Regions from separate parts of the Rattus norvegicus genome. Here region 2 is linked to region 1. A link is a contact called in public Hi-C data. All regions are on one chromosome and are shown on one strand. Each heading gives the region's core, a stretch centred on a gene start, on an enhancer-like site or on the middle of the called end of the contact. The rest is flanking DNA. Distances are from core to core; before and after follow the strand shown. Region 1 overlaps Nek2 (NIMA-related kinase 2). Region 2 holds the start of Slc30a1 (solute carrier family 30 member 1).

Region 1 (7,019 bases), core at 4,332-6,831:
GGAGAGCAAGGAGAACACCACAAGGAGTGAGAATTCCGAGAGCCAGCTCGCCAAGTCCAAGTGCAGGGACCTGAAGAAGAGGCTTCATGCTGCCCAGCTGCGTGCTCAAGCCCTGTCTGATATTGAGAAGAACTACCAGCTAAAGAGCAGGCAGATCCTGGGCATGCGTTAGGCCAGCAAGGCATGGAGCCGGGTCAGCACTGGTGCTGACAACGCACGAGAGATTGGACTCAGCTGCTGTAGTGTGTGTGTGTGGTGAGCATGGCCCTGGGATTGTTTGTGGTCTCCGAGATGGACATGTCCTCTTCCTAATCCCCCTGTGTAGAAAGCATGCTGTCTTTGCTGAGTGCTTGGGCTTTTGATCCTGTGTGCGATTACTACTTGAAATATGAGATGGGACACTATAGATACCATAGATCTTAGGAGAAACAATGTTAGGGAAAGAACATTTAACCTGGAGGAGTTGGAGAGGTTTGCTCAACTGAGAGATGCGGCCTTCATGGCAGTTTGCAGGTGAGGCTTCAGCAGGTATGTGATCTTGCTGCTAACGGAATAGGGCAGGGCCCACAGGGTTCCGTCCATGTCAGAGGTGCGGTGAGCTTATCAGTGTGTGATGCTACAGGGAGAGACCCAGCCTCTGGCCTGAGCCTGAGGAGAAGCCACTCACCAGCATTCCAGTTCCAAGATGCTCCTGGTGCTAGTTAAAATGCAGATTAGACTTGGGAGGGAAGAACAAGGGCTGAAGCCTTTACTCACCTTGGGGAAACTCGTTCTAGCACAGCACCCAGTGAGACTGACAAGGCTTGCACTAGAGACAGGCTGCTGGGAGCCCTGAGAGCTTCCTCCCCACTGTGTGCATGGCCTGTCCCCTTCTGTCTGTATCTGACCTCAATGTCAGTTGATAACATTATTAAGTGCTGTCTGTGCCCTCAAGTATGAGCTGAATGGTCGGAAATGCCACAGAGTCTATATATTTTAAATCACACATGTGGTCCCCAAACATTGAATGTTGGAGAACTGTCTTCAGAAAGTTGGTCTATTTAAGGCTACTGGGGAAAAGGGCGGGTCTCCTTTGCTATCTGTCCACAGCCCCTTTGCTTCAGCAAAGAACAGTGTGCATGCATGCAGTCTGTGTTTGAGAGCCATGCGAGCCTTCACCTCTGTGAGGGCCAGATGGCTGTTTGTCTACAGTTTCCTGAAGGCCTCAGCAGAAAGGGATTCCTTTTTCCTAGTAAGTGCTGCTGGCTGAGAGGAGGTCAGAAGTATTTTAATGCCATCTGTTTCATGGCTAAACACGCAGACTCCTTGCATTTTAAAATTCTGTGTCCTTTACTTTTTGGAGCTATACTAGCTTGCTTGGGTGTGTAACTTGCCAGAGTTGACTTTTCTAGTGCTTTATGTAAACTCTGCTGTTGGCACTTGCAGCTGAAGCAGCTGAAAGAGGGGCTGCTCACTGTTGCAGCACTGGGATCCCTGGCAGCTGCAGCGGCAATGCTTAAGGAGCTTTTGCAACTTTGACTTCAGTAGCAGCTTGGGATGATAAAATATGGTGAGTGTCTTGTCTGCTGTGGAGGGCCTGACAATCTGCCAGGTGGGAAGTCTTGTTAGAAACCAGAAACTCAGTGTGGTGGTTATCCCACCTTTTCTTTCTTTCTCCTTTGGTCTATAATGATATTGACATAGCTATTCAGAGTAAAATCTATGTATACAAAAAAATTCTAAGTATGAGGTTTTAAATGTTCTTGAACTTCAGAAAAACTTGATTGGATACAATTGTTTATAATTAACAAGTCATCTTATTTATAAATTTTCCAATATAATATAAATCTATTTTGTGGAACTTAATCACTGTGACATTTGTATTCTGTGTGTGCATCTGTGTATGTGTGTACGTACTTGTGTGCAGGTGCACATAGCCCCTAGAGGGTAAACTCCAGTGTCATTGTTCAGGCACTGTCCACTATGGTTTTTGATGAGGAGTCTCCCTGGTATGGGTAGGACACAGCAATTTTGCCAAGCTGGCTACCTTCAAATCCCAAGGTTCTCCCCCTCTGTCTTGCCTCCCTAGTGCTGAGATTACAAGCACATTTTACTGCATCTAACTTTTTATGTGGTTCTGGACCCTGAGTTGAGTTCCTCCCACTTGCACAGCAAGTACCTTTCTGACCGAGTCGTGTCCTTAGCACACGATGTCTGTGATTTGTTTTTATTCTGGACGTCATCTGTCCCATTTTTCCATGCTATAAAACTGACTTTCCTACAGCTATGTCTTCCTCTGCTGCAGGCTGTGGTGGGACTTACTCTCTTGTATCTGCTCAGCCAGCCCTGCTGAGCAGACTGAGTCGCTGCACAGGGAACTCTGGACAGTGTTTAGAAACATTCCTGTTTTTGTTTTGTTTTCAAGGCAGGGTTTCCCTATGTAGTCCTGCTGTCCTAGTTCTCAATCTGTAGACCAGGCTGACCTCGAAGTCAGAGATCTGCCTGCCTCTGCCTCCCGAGTGCTGGGATTAAGGTGTGAGCTATCAGCACCCTGTTGTTCGGAGATGTTCTTGAAAGTCACATGGTTAGTCCATGACTGAGTGTGACCACTCTGGGGGGTTGTCTGGGGGCTGGCCTGTACACCACCTACACAGACAACTTACTTTGCATTTTGCTGTTTAGTGTGTGTGTGGGCAGACGCATGCCTGTGTGGGTCACAGTTGTGTTGTCTTTCTCATCTCCATTTTACTCAGGCAGAATCCTCCCTGAACCAGAGCTCACTGAGTCCGGCTGGCATCTGAGTCACTTGCCACAGTGATCCTGTGGTCGTGGGCAGCTGTCATGCCTTCCCGGCTTTTACATGCATTCTGGGGAATCTCAGCTCTGGCCCTCAGCCACCTCCTAGTCCAGAATTTTAAAAAACGTCTTATTTGAGCATGAAAAACTTTACCCACCATATTTTTATGTAACATTTCCCTGGTATTGCTAATTGTATGAGCATAATAGAGACCAAGTTATGGAAGGCTCAGTAATAAATAACTCCCTTAAGTATACAGACAGCACACTGGTGGAATGCAGCTCTCATACTGGAAATGATGCTTGGCCAAGCACAGAGATTCCCCATAGGCTGGTCTGTGTAGTGTTGAGTCTGCCTCCTTGCCACAGCAGCATCTGCAAGACTCAGTCCAGAAGGACTGTGCAGGACCCTGGTCCACGCCTCCCTGGCTCTGACACGTGTTGTTGAGTGTCCTAAGAAACTGGGGAACTTAGTCTTCATCCTGGGCAATGTCAGCTTTAAGTGGAAGTGCTTTGAGCCTGACCCTGTGTTAGTCCAGTGGCTCCTACTGGCTCGTTCCTGGAGAGTGCTGCTGCAAGCCAGGCAGACTACGCACTCAACCTCCAGCAGAGTGTGTGTGTGTGTCCGTCCCTGTCCATCCATCTGTCTGTCTCAACAGCTGGAGACCTGTGACTTGCTCTCCCTTCACCAGCCCTGTGCAATGTCTGCTGCCCCTACCAAGGCCTCCCCAGGAGCTTTAGCCCTAGGCTAGGTGCATCCACCCACCTCCTGTCTCTCACCTGGCAAAGGGCAGAGCAAGTGACAGGTGGATTGTGACTCACCCTGGTCAGAGCTGCCTAACACTAACACCTGTACCCAGGCCCCAGCCGAGAATCCTGTCGAGTTAGAGACTAACTGAAGGCACAAGACCTTCCAGGAGAGCAGTCAGCAGTCTCAACCACACGTTAAAACCAGCCCTTAAGAAATAACCTTTCCCACTTCATTTTAAAGCTAGAGGAGGCTGTCTTGGACTCTTAACTTTCATTCATTTACTCAATGGACAGTTATTGAGTTACCATGTTGAAAGGCTGACGTTTAACCCATTACTGTGGAGAGAGCCTGATCCCGCACTAGATCTGTGGTGGTAGGCAACTGGGAGAGTCAGCCATAAGTGCTAGGGAATGGAATAAAGCTGGTCAAAAGAGGTGTGTGCACACTTTTGGGGAAAAGGGACATTGGCATTCGACAGGCAGAGCAGGGGTTGGGGACCCCAGTAGGGCAGGGACTGTGGAGGCCGTGCAGGAGGAAGGGGGCTTGCAGGGCAGCGAAAAGAGGGTCCTTGAAGGCTTGGAAATACACAGCCAACTTTTACGTCCTGCCACTGAGAAACCAACGCAAGCCAGGACCATCTCCTGGACCAGAGAGGAAGCTCTTAGAAGGAAAGGGCTGCTCCCCTCACCTGTCTTAAAGTTTCCCCAGGTTCACCAGCGCCTCAGCAATGGCAGAGGCGGCCACACGGTGGCGCCAAAGCGCTGCGAGCCCAGCAGCCGGGAGGCGCTGGCTCCACTGAGCACCAGCCCCAGTTACTTTGCGTCCTAATACTCCTGCGCAGAGGTCCCAGGGAAACTGAGGCACACGGGTCACAGGTAAGCGGCACAGCTGGTGACTGACCGACTCCCAAGTCACCCTGTTTTGGTGAAGGATCAGACTCGAGCAGGAAGAAGACCCTGCCCTCTCTGGCCTCACAGGGCAACAGCAGTTTGTTTCCCACAGTGGGTGTTAAAGCTAAAACAGCTTTCCATTCAGAAAGTCAAGAGATGTTTATTCTGGAGCCAAAAATGAGTGACTGTGGCCCAGATACACAGATTCAGGTTACCCCAAATGCCATGTTCCATTGGTAAGAATTTCATGGAGTTTCTATAGAAACAGATAGTCAGGTGGACGGGTCACAACAGGGGAATCCCTGATGTCACCCTCAAATGCCTTCTGAGGGTCTTAGTGTTGGGGCTGGAAGAAGCTAGTGCTGTTCACACTAATAGGTCCCACACCTATTGGGCAACATGTGACTGTTTATTGGGTTAAAATGACCCAAGATAATTTTGCTCTGGACCTGCAACATTCCAACTCTCCACAGTCCCTGCTGTTCTGATCATAACCATCCTGATAGCAGGTTATCACAGTGTGACTTCTTTCCAGAGTTTAGCATGGGTTAAGGTGAACACCTACCCTGGGTGATATCCCATGCTTGTGGTTCCAACACTGGAGGCCGAGGCATTTAAGGTTATCTGCAGCTACATAGCCAGTTTGAAGCCAGCCTGGGCTACATGAAACCCTACCTCAGAAAAACAACACAAAATACAATTTTAAAAATAACAACAACCCCCCGACCCGAGACAACTGGGTGGATTAGGTGGTTTAGCAAGATGGGCCAGGGTGGCGTGATCGAGCCAGGTGGCCTTTAGACCTGGCGCTGAAAGAAGTGATTGGGCAGCTTTAGGTGGGGCAGAGTTAGCTGCTGGTTTTAAAGCAAACCTCTGGGAGGATGGGTCTAGGATGATTTCTCTCTCTCCTGCTTTCCTTGCTATTGTCTGCCATGTGGAATCTCACTCCCTCCAAAGCCCAGGCCAGAGGCCTAAGACACCCAGGCTGTCCAGGCTCCTTCCCCTGAAATATGCCCCACTTACAGACAGGTCTTGTTGTGGGACCAGAGGCAAGGCTCCCAACTGGAATGGGTTTAAAGGAATGAAGAGAATGCATGCTGTACCGGGAATGCTCAGTAATGTGGAAAATGAGGACCCGCATTGTTGGGTGGATTTCTCAGAAAGATGTTGAAACCAGCCTCACCCAGGGAGGCGCATGCTGGCTGACCGAGTGGCTGACAGCGTGTGGCTGAGACCTAGGGATTCTTTACCCTTAGCCCAGCCAGCACATCTCTTTCCCATGTGCCAGGGCTCTCCCACCACCCACTGAACGTACTGCCAGACCCACGGGCATCTATGCAAAGTCTCAGGCCCGGACACCTCTGACCCATGCGCCCCTCCTCCCCTCTCAGCAGCCAAGTGTCCTTCTGTTTGAAGACAATGTCCAGGTGGCTGCTGGGCTGACTCAGCAAATGGAGCTGCCAGGGAGGGGTGGGGAGGACGGACACCCAGCAGCCACCCGGGCTGCTTACATTGTCTAACCCTGAGCTTCAACCCCTCAGCTGTAAACAGAACATCAGTCCTAGAAAAGGTGAACTGTATTCAAGGGTCTGGAATATTCCTGAGCAACTGTGTTCCACTCTGCCCTGGGAAGCATCCAAAAGGGCTTGGGTTATAATAGATGGGTTATAATAAAATGCAAATATTTAAACTAAGGGGGAAAAGAGTGAGTGAAACCAGGAATGCATCCAACATGATAATTGCAGTAATTACACCCAGAGCCAAACCTTGAGGGAGCAGACCGCTCTCTGAGGTAAGGCAGGAGAGACAGAGCTCAGGGAGTAGCATAAGCCTTTGCTGCATCTCCAGCTGCAACAGACCTGGCAGTATCATCTGGACATCTCGCTAAAATATGGGCTCAATTCAACAGGTCCAGGGTGGGCCAGATAATCTGTCCTAAGTGCTCTAGGGTAGACAGCTCACTGGTAATTTCCCAACTGTGAAGGAGGGGCCGAAAGTCCGCTGGGCTCGAGGAGCTGTGCAAAGCAGGTGGGTTGAGCTGGGGACAAAGTAGACCCCTACTGAATGCCTCTGTCTCTGCCCCAGACTGAAGTCCCATGTGGGTATGAGCTGAATTAATGGAGGAGAAAGGCTTTGGAAGGCTTTCAATGCCCCGATCCATTGAGCACTCTGGTCTATGGGAGGGATGAGAGGGTTTGGTTTGATACCCCAGAGCCCTTGGCATCATGTATGCAGAGGAACTAGAGGACTCTCCTGCTCTCTATCTGCCAGGTAGGAGTTTCTGGGGCAAAACTGGGCAGGAGAGGGCCATCAGGGGCCGAATGGACCCCAACCATGTTTCCAGGGTCAGAGGAAGTGGCCAGTAGGTTGTCTAAAGCAAAGTTACACTCAACCCTCCACGCCAGCAACAGAGGTCCTCAGGGTGTCTAGTGACAGCCTGGTCTAGGCCAGTCCATGGACAGGACAGACTCAGAGCATGGAGCTGTGAAGCAGCCGGGGCCATGGCTCCCCTGTGACAGCACTCCTGATGACCCCTTCTAGAGGGACCTGGGAGGGAAAACAGCTTGTTAAAGTTGAACTTTGCAGTTTACTGAATGCTTCTC
Region 2 (6,710 bases), core at 438-2,937, 68 kb after region 1:
AATCCAATCTAAGCACCACTATCATGTGTCTTACTTCAAATTCAGCGTCTCAAAGTGGAGTTCACTGTTCTCCCATTGTCCAATAAAATGCCATTTAAGGCATTAACATAACTGTTAATGTCCCCTTTAGCTCTCTTGCCTCCCAACATCCAGGCAATCGCCAGGTTCTGCTGTTTATTCCCTCACAAAACTGGGAATCTTTGACCATGCTCCCTCATTCAGCAAAACAATATGAAGACCCACCTAGCTAGTTTCCCAGTCTGCGTGCTGGGATGAGAACATCATTTACAAAGCAAGAGGCAGTCTTGGAACAAGAATTTCTGCTGAGTGGTGGTGGTGGCGGCGAACACCCAATTCCCAGCACTCAGAAGGCAGAGGCAGCTTTATCTCTGAGTTCGAGGCCAGCCTGATCTACAGAGCGAGTTCCAGCACAGCCAGGGTCACTCACAGAAACTGTCTTGAAAAACCAAAAGGAAAAAGAAGAAAAATTTTCATGCAAAAGGACACAGTGGGCCATGCATAGCTCAATGCAATGGCTGTAACCTAGGGGGTCCTTCATCCAGTTTGATGGCCCAACGGAGGCCTCCCAATGGAGGTCCACTCTGGGAGACCTTTTCCCACACTGATGTGCACACATTCACTATTCTCACCTAGAAGACCAACTCCAAAGAGTCTTAGCCAACTCAGCAAGGGTGTTTGGTTCTTGGGGCCTTTCCACCACTTTCTTTTGTATTCTAGCCGCCCCTCCCCCTCCAAACAGCCCACACAAGGGTTCGGAGGTTTGTAACCTATAAATAGTGTGAACTCACAGAGCCTTGGAATTTTAGCTAGAAGGAAGCAGAAGAGTTCTACTTGCCCAACCCTTTCCTCTATTGATGAAGAAACAGGTGGAGAGAGATTAGGTGACTTGCCCAAGTCACGCAGCAGGCTCCCGCCCAAGTCAGCACCCCACACCTTAGAGTGTTGGCGGCAGGCTGACTTCACACGGTTGCCCCGGGGGGTGGCCCTCCGGGTGAGACCCGCTGAATGGAAAGTGTTCCCGGGGCTGGGGTTGTCCTGCTAGCAAACCAGTCCCTAACTCAGCTCTTCGCTCGGCCGCGCCCCCGCCGCCCGCACAGCCCGAACTCCCCGCCCCTCCTGGGCGCCGACCTGTCACCCAGCCGCCCCCACGTGCACCCAGCTCGCAGGATCAAAGTCTGGGACGGCCAAGCCGGAGCAGGGGAACCACGGCCCGGAACCCTCACCGCGGGAAGCGGGAACTGCTCACGGCGCCCCAGGGCTCAGCGCCACCGCCCTGCCGCCTGCCCACCGCTGCACGCGGCCCGCGCCCACCCTCCCCCGCACCGCCCGCCGCTGCACCCGGCCGCGGCCCCCGGCCCACGCCCCGCTCCCTAGTGCACAGGCCCCGCCCCCAGCTCCCGCGGCCGCGCCCCGCCCCCTCCCGCCCCTCCGCCGCGCTAGCCAATAGAGACTGAGGAGGGGCGGGACGCCAGGGCTGTCGTGAGGCAGCTCTGGCCAATGGGGAGGCGAGCCGGGCCGGGGGGGCGGGACACCGGGGCCTTGTCACGCTCGGGTCCGTGTGAAAACGGGGGTTCCGAGTGCAAAGCAAAGTTTTTTTGTAAACCGTCTGCAAAGGCGGGGGGGTGAAGACGGCGGCCGCCACCGGGCCGAGCGCAGTCGCTGCGGACGCGGTCTCCCGAGCGCCTCGGTCCGATGCTCGGCAGCCCCTCGGTACGCAGTGGCCCGCCGCGCCCTCCGCCTCGCCAGTACAGCCGAGCGCCGGCGCTTGAGTAGCTGCGCGGCCGGCGGTTTCTCCACAGCGCCGCTCCCGCGTCAGCGCCGAGCTTCAGGCCGCCGCCATGGGCTGCTGGGGCCGCAACCGCGGCCGGCTGCTGTGCATGCTGCTGCTGACCTTCATGTTCATGGTGCTGGAGGTGGTGGTGAGCCGGGTGACCGCGTCGCTCGCCATGCTGTCCGACTCCTTCCACATGCTGTCGGACGTGCTGGCGCTCGTGGTGGCGCTGGTGGCCGAGCGCTTCGCCCGGAGGACTCACGCCACGCAGAAGAACACATTCGGCTGGATCCGCGCTGAGGTGATGGGCGCGCTGGTGAACGCCATCTTCCTCACGGGGCTGTGCTTCGCCATCCTGCTGGAAGCCGTCGAGCGCTTCATCGAGCCGCATGAGATGCAGCAGCCGCTCGTGGTGCTTAGCGTCGGCGTGGCGGGGCTGCTAGTCAACGTGCTGGGGCTCTGCCTGTTCCACCACCACAGCGGCGAGGGCCAGGGCGCAGGCCACGGCCACTCGCACGGCCACGGCCACGGCCACCTCGCCAAGGGCGCGCGCAAGGCGGGCCGCGCGGGGGGCGAAGCGGGCGCGCCGCCGGGCCGGGCGCCGGACCAGGAGCCGGACCAGGAGGAGACCAACACGCTAGTGGCTAACACCAGCAATTCCAACGGGCTGAAGGCGGACCAGGCAGGTGAGCGCCGGAGGGGTCGGGACGAGCGCCCCCTGGCGACCGCGGTGGGTGCCACGCCCCGCGCCCGGGTGCGCGGTGGTTTCGTGCCCACTGTACAAGTTTGATAATGATGTGTTGGGGGTGTGTGGGCCCTGGTTAAAGGCGGCCTTTGTGAGTGTGTGTTTCCCAGAACCGACCGCCTAATCCGTAAAATCACAGTTTAGGGACCTGCCAGGGCATGTTGCATCCTTACTTCTTCGGGTCTGGCATAATGGGACTAGACCCAATGGTGATGTATTACCCTTGGGGTTTTAATGAACGTTTTTCATCTTGAGCACACTGTACATGATGGTAATTTGGAAGGTAAGTGTTGAAAAAAAAATTAGAACCAGCCGGTACCACCCAGGCTCGATGTTAACGTTTTGTTCCTTCCAGTTTTTCCTTGCTGTTTGTATCTGTTTAAGTTCCATACAGAGGCAGCTTAACCTCTCCAGTGCATAGTAACATGTTAAGGAAGTGCAGGTGGTACATAGAAAGGAGAAGATGAAGCTGCCCAGGTGTGCTGTCTGACTGGAACTTTTAGGTTACTAAGTGATTATTGATTTCCAACTTCATTGATAGCTTCAGGTTGTGTTGTGCTTGTTGGTTTGTTTTTGGTTCCTGGAGACAGGGTTTCTCCATGTAGCCCTGGCTGTCTGTAGAACTAACTCTGTAGAATGGGCTGGCCTCAAACTCACGGAATTCCTCCTGCATCTGTCTCCCCAGTGCTGGGATCAAAGGCTTGCACCACCCAGCAATAGCCCCAGGTTGTTGATTTGTCAGTGTGTAAACTCCTCTGCCAAGACAGTATATTTTATGTTCATGATGAATATTTTACGTTAGAGCCGATTTTCTCAGTCTACCTAGTGCCACAGAGTAAAGAGAAACTCACCTAAGATTAGTTTGTGTCAGAGGACGTAAGTCCTCAGTGCTACTTAACTGGTCACCTTAAATTTTGCTTCTCTTGTATGTTTCAGAGAAGTGAAGTAGAATGTTTACAGGACACTAACCCAGTAGTGGGGGGCAGGTGAGAGAGGGTGGGAAGGAACGAGAAGGAACAGTAACCCAGTGACACAGTTGAATTTTTGCTGTTGTGTACTGGCAGTACCCAGTGCCAGCTCACTGTGAATTGCTCTCAGCACACTTTTATTGTGCTTTATGAAACAAGTTGAAATTTACCGCCAGACAGGATGTTTTTATGGACACTTTAAATGTGCGTAGTTAAAATTGTATTGTTTTGTTGTAGAGCCAGAGAAGTTGAGAAGTGATGATCCAGTGGATGTACAGGTAAATGGGAATCTCATCCAGGAGTCAGACAGTCTGGAATCAGAAGACAACAGGGCTGGACAGCTGAACATGCGAGGAGTGTTTCTGCACGTCCTTGGAGATGCCCTGGGCTCTGTGATCGTTGTTGTGAATGCCTTGGTCTTCTACTTTTCCTGGAAGGGTTGTACTGAAGACGACTTTTGTGTGAACCCGTGTTTTCCTGATCCCTGCAAATCGTCTGTAGAGCTGATGAACAGCACCCAGGCCCCCATGCACGAGGCTGGTCCGTGCTGGGTCCTCTACCTAGATCCAACCCTGTGCATTATAATGGTTTGTATACTTCTTTACACGACGTACCCACTGCTCAAGGAGTCCGCTCTCATTCTTCTACAGACTGTTCCTAAGCAAATTGATATCAAACATTTGGTAAAAGAGCTACGAGATGTTGAAGGAGTGGAGGAAGTCCATGAGTTACACGTCTGGCAGCTCGCCGGAAGCAGGATCATCGCCACTGCTCATATAAAATGTGAAGACCCAGCTTCATACATGCAGGTGGCCAAAACCATTAAAGATGTTTTTCACAATCATGGAATTCACGCCACCACCATCCAGCCTGAATTCGCTAGCGTAGGCTCTAAATCAAGTGTCGTCCCGTGTGAGCTCGCCTGCAGAACTCAGTGTGCTTTGAAGCAGTGCTGTGGGACACGGCCACAGGTCCATTCTGGAAAGGAGGCAGAGAAGGCTCCAACAGTTAGCATTTCTTGTTTAGAACTCAGTGAAAACCTAGAGAAGAAGCCCAGGAGGACTAAAGCTGAAGGCAGTGTCCCCGCTGTGGTGATAGAGATTAAAAATGTGCCAAACAAACAGCCCGAATCATCTTTGTGAGCCTTGAGAAAGATGTGATATTTGACTTTGCTTTTAAACTGCAAGAGAAAATAGACTCCATTGAAATGCTAAGTTTGCCACGTAGTGTAATTGAAGTCCTCGTCTGGTCGCACAGTTTAATTCTATTTTTGTCAGAACGTAATGGAACTGCAGAATAGAGTGCGCTACAGCACAGCCTCGCGATTACTAGTGCATAGTGCAGCTGTGCTGGAGCACGCTTTGAAAGCCAGTTTAACACTATGTTACATTTTTGTTTAAAGTAAGTATAGACCTTATATGACATAATGACATTTGATTCCTGGTTTTCCCATGATAAAAATTAGGGGGATAAATAAAATTGTTACTGGAATTTCTCTGCTTTTCTTTCCCCCATTGTTATATCTTATCTGTTAGGATTGTAATTGCTAGGCCTTTAAAGTCATCAAGCTTGTTTCCTCTGATGTTGAGGGGTAGTTACGTGCCCTTTGAGATCATAAGCCTAGCATAATTGCAGCATGTTTCCAGAGCAAGTCATGACTATTAGCAGGAAACGAGATTAGTTACTACTCTGTTCTCCACTTCTGAGTAGTCGAGTAAACCGTGAGGTAATTCACAAGATGAGTTAGAGTTTACACATTGTAGAGCATATAGGGGAGAAGAGCAAGGAAGAAGGCAATATGTCAGTTATTACCTATTAATGTGGAGATTATAGCTCTAAATTACCTTGAAAATCTCAAATGGCTTTATTCTACCAAAGTCAGTCTAAACACTTCTGCCAGTGTTGCTTTCTTTCAAAGACTGGTATTAGCAACATTGAGCTAAAAGTTCTAAATGCATGAATAGTTTTGAAAATGCAGACTCCTTAACTGCAAACTATTAAATTGTGTCTTAAAAAAACTTCCATAGTGACCTGTCAGATGGATTGAATACCTTTCTAGATGTGTAGCCAACAGTGTGTGCTTAGCCAAGAGCCAGTGACTTGAGAATGAAATCAGATGGCTCATGCAATTTGGATATTACTTTAGAAAGCAAAACCAATCAGAGGAAGGCAACAGGTCTTTAGCTTCGCACTTTACACCCAGGAAGTCATTCACGGCTGCTCCATTGCCACAGATTTCAGATCCAACACAGACATTGAAGATTTTTAAGTTATATTTTCCTTGATAGAGAAAGGTTAATGCTTTGTGAAGGAAATGTAGATTTTTGTCTTCGAAAGTGATTATTAATATCAGTTATGTATAGCTCTATTTTTCTAGGAACAAAGTATTCTGACTACTTCAATAACTTTTATAGCTGACTACTTTTGGGAAAGTTAACTTTTGGGATTTGAAATAATTCACTGCTTAATAATCTGAAAATGAAAGTGTTATCATATGACAGTTACTTTAAGGGATGGTCGGTCTCTCCCCTAGGGTAATGAGCCTGTTGCTGGCAATGGGCCTACTTAAGAACAGCTGGATTTTCTGATAAGAAATGTAATTTTTGGAACATAGTTTGTAAGTTCACACATACTACACTGGGCCAACCATCCAGCCTACATAATGCTTCACTAATGTGTGGTCTAACCCCTTGGCAGGTGGTTACTTTGACTTTAGCAAGTTTGCTTTTTTAAAAAAACATGAAATTGAGAGATCTGGGAGTGGTGTGAGGGGAGCTCCAGATGTCTCAGATAGCTCTGTGCAGAAGGTTTTAGTGTTTCCACAGTGGTACAGGAAGGCAGTGGAAAGCCTGTGGCATCCAGGAGGTGTCCTTCAGAATGCTCTGGGCAGGTTTATGTCACGGGGATGAGGGCTGTGTCAGTCTGACTTTCAGAAGTGCTTTAAGGTGGTGGTGGCCTGGGTTAAGTGGCTTCTATGTAAAAAAGTGGTACCGTAGGCTTTTTTTTTTTTTCTCAAAGGTGTTTTGTCATAGCAAACTCCGTGGGCGCCAACTTACCTTGAGGTTTTAGAGAATTATTTATTTCTTTACAATGCACTTTCTAACCCATTTTTTAGCTATATTAGCATTATCTTTAAGAAGAAAAGACTTTTTATATTTAAATGTTGTGGGATTTGAGTGTCTTTTCCAAAATAGCTTATTTCCTG

What was found. Hi-C and Micro-C count contacts between places; a contact is called where the count stands out from the background.
Region 2: a contact with region 1 is called in a Hi-C map of liver, with 2.8 times the contacts expected there. The contact joins the promoter of Slc30a1 here to the enhancer-like site in region 1. A contact is called at or near these places in 10 of 12 Hi-C or Micro-C datasets (the A7r5 cell line, the Rat2 cell line, Schwann cells and 5 more).

The regions. Positions count from the first base shown.
Region 1 is chr13:105,948,215-105,955,233 of GRCr8, forward strand. Nek2 (NIMA-related kinase 2) reads left to right here. Exons shown (of 8, transcript NM_053691.2): 8 at 1-1,840. The coding sequence ends at 172. Among named protein-coding and RNA genes, the nearest start is that of Nek2, 15 kb to the left of the region's middle. Within about 2 kb of position 5,582, at least 5 of the 93 cell types and tissues checked have an H3K27ac peak or open chromatin away from gene starts, as enhancers often do. A contact at or near this core is called in liver, where this site is marked.
Region 2 is chr13:106,020,332-106,027,041 of GRCr8, forward strand. Slc30a1 (solute carrier family 30 member 1) reads left to right here and starts at 1,688. Exons shown (of 2, transcript NM_022853.2): 1 at 1,688-2,478; 2 at 3,743-5,561. The coding sequence starts at 1,860. The coding sequence ends at 4,647.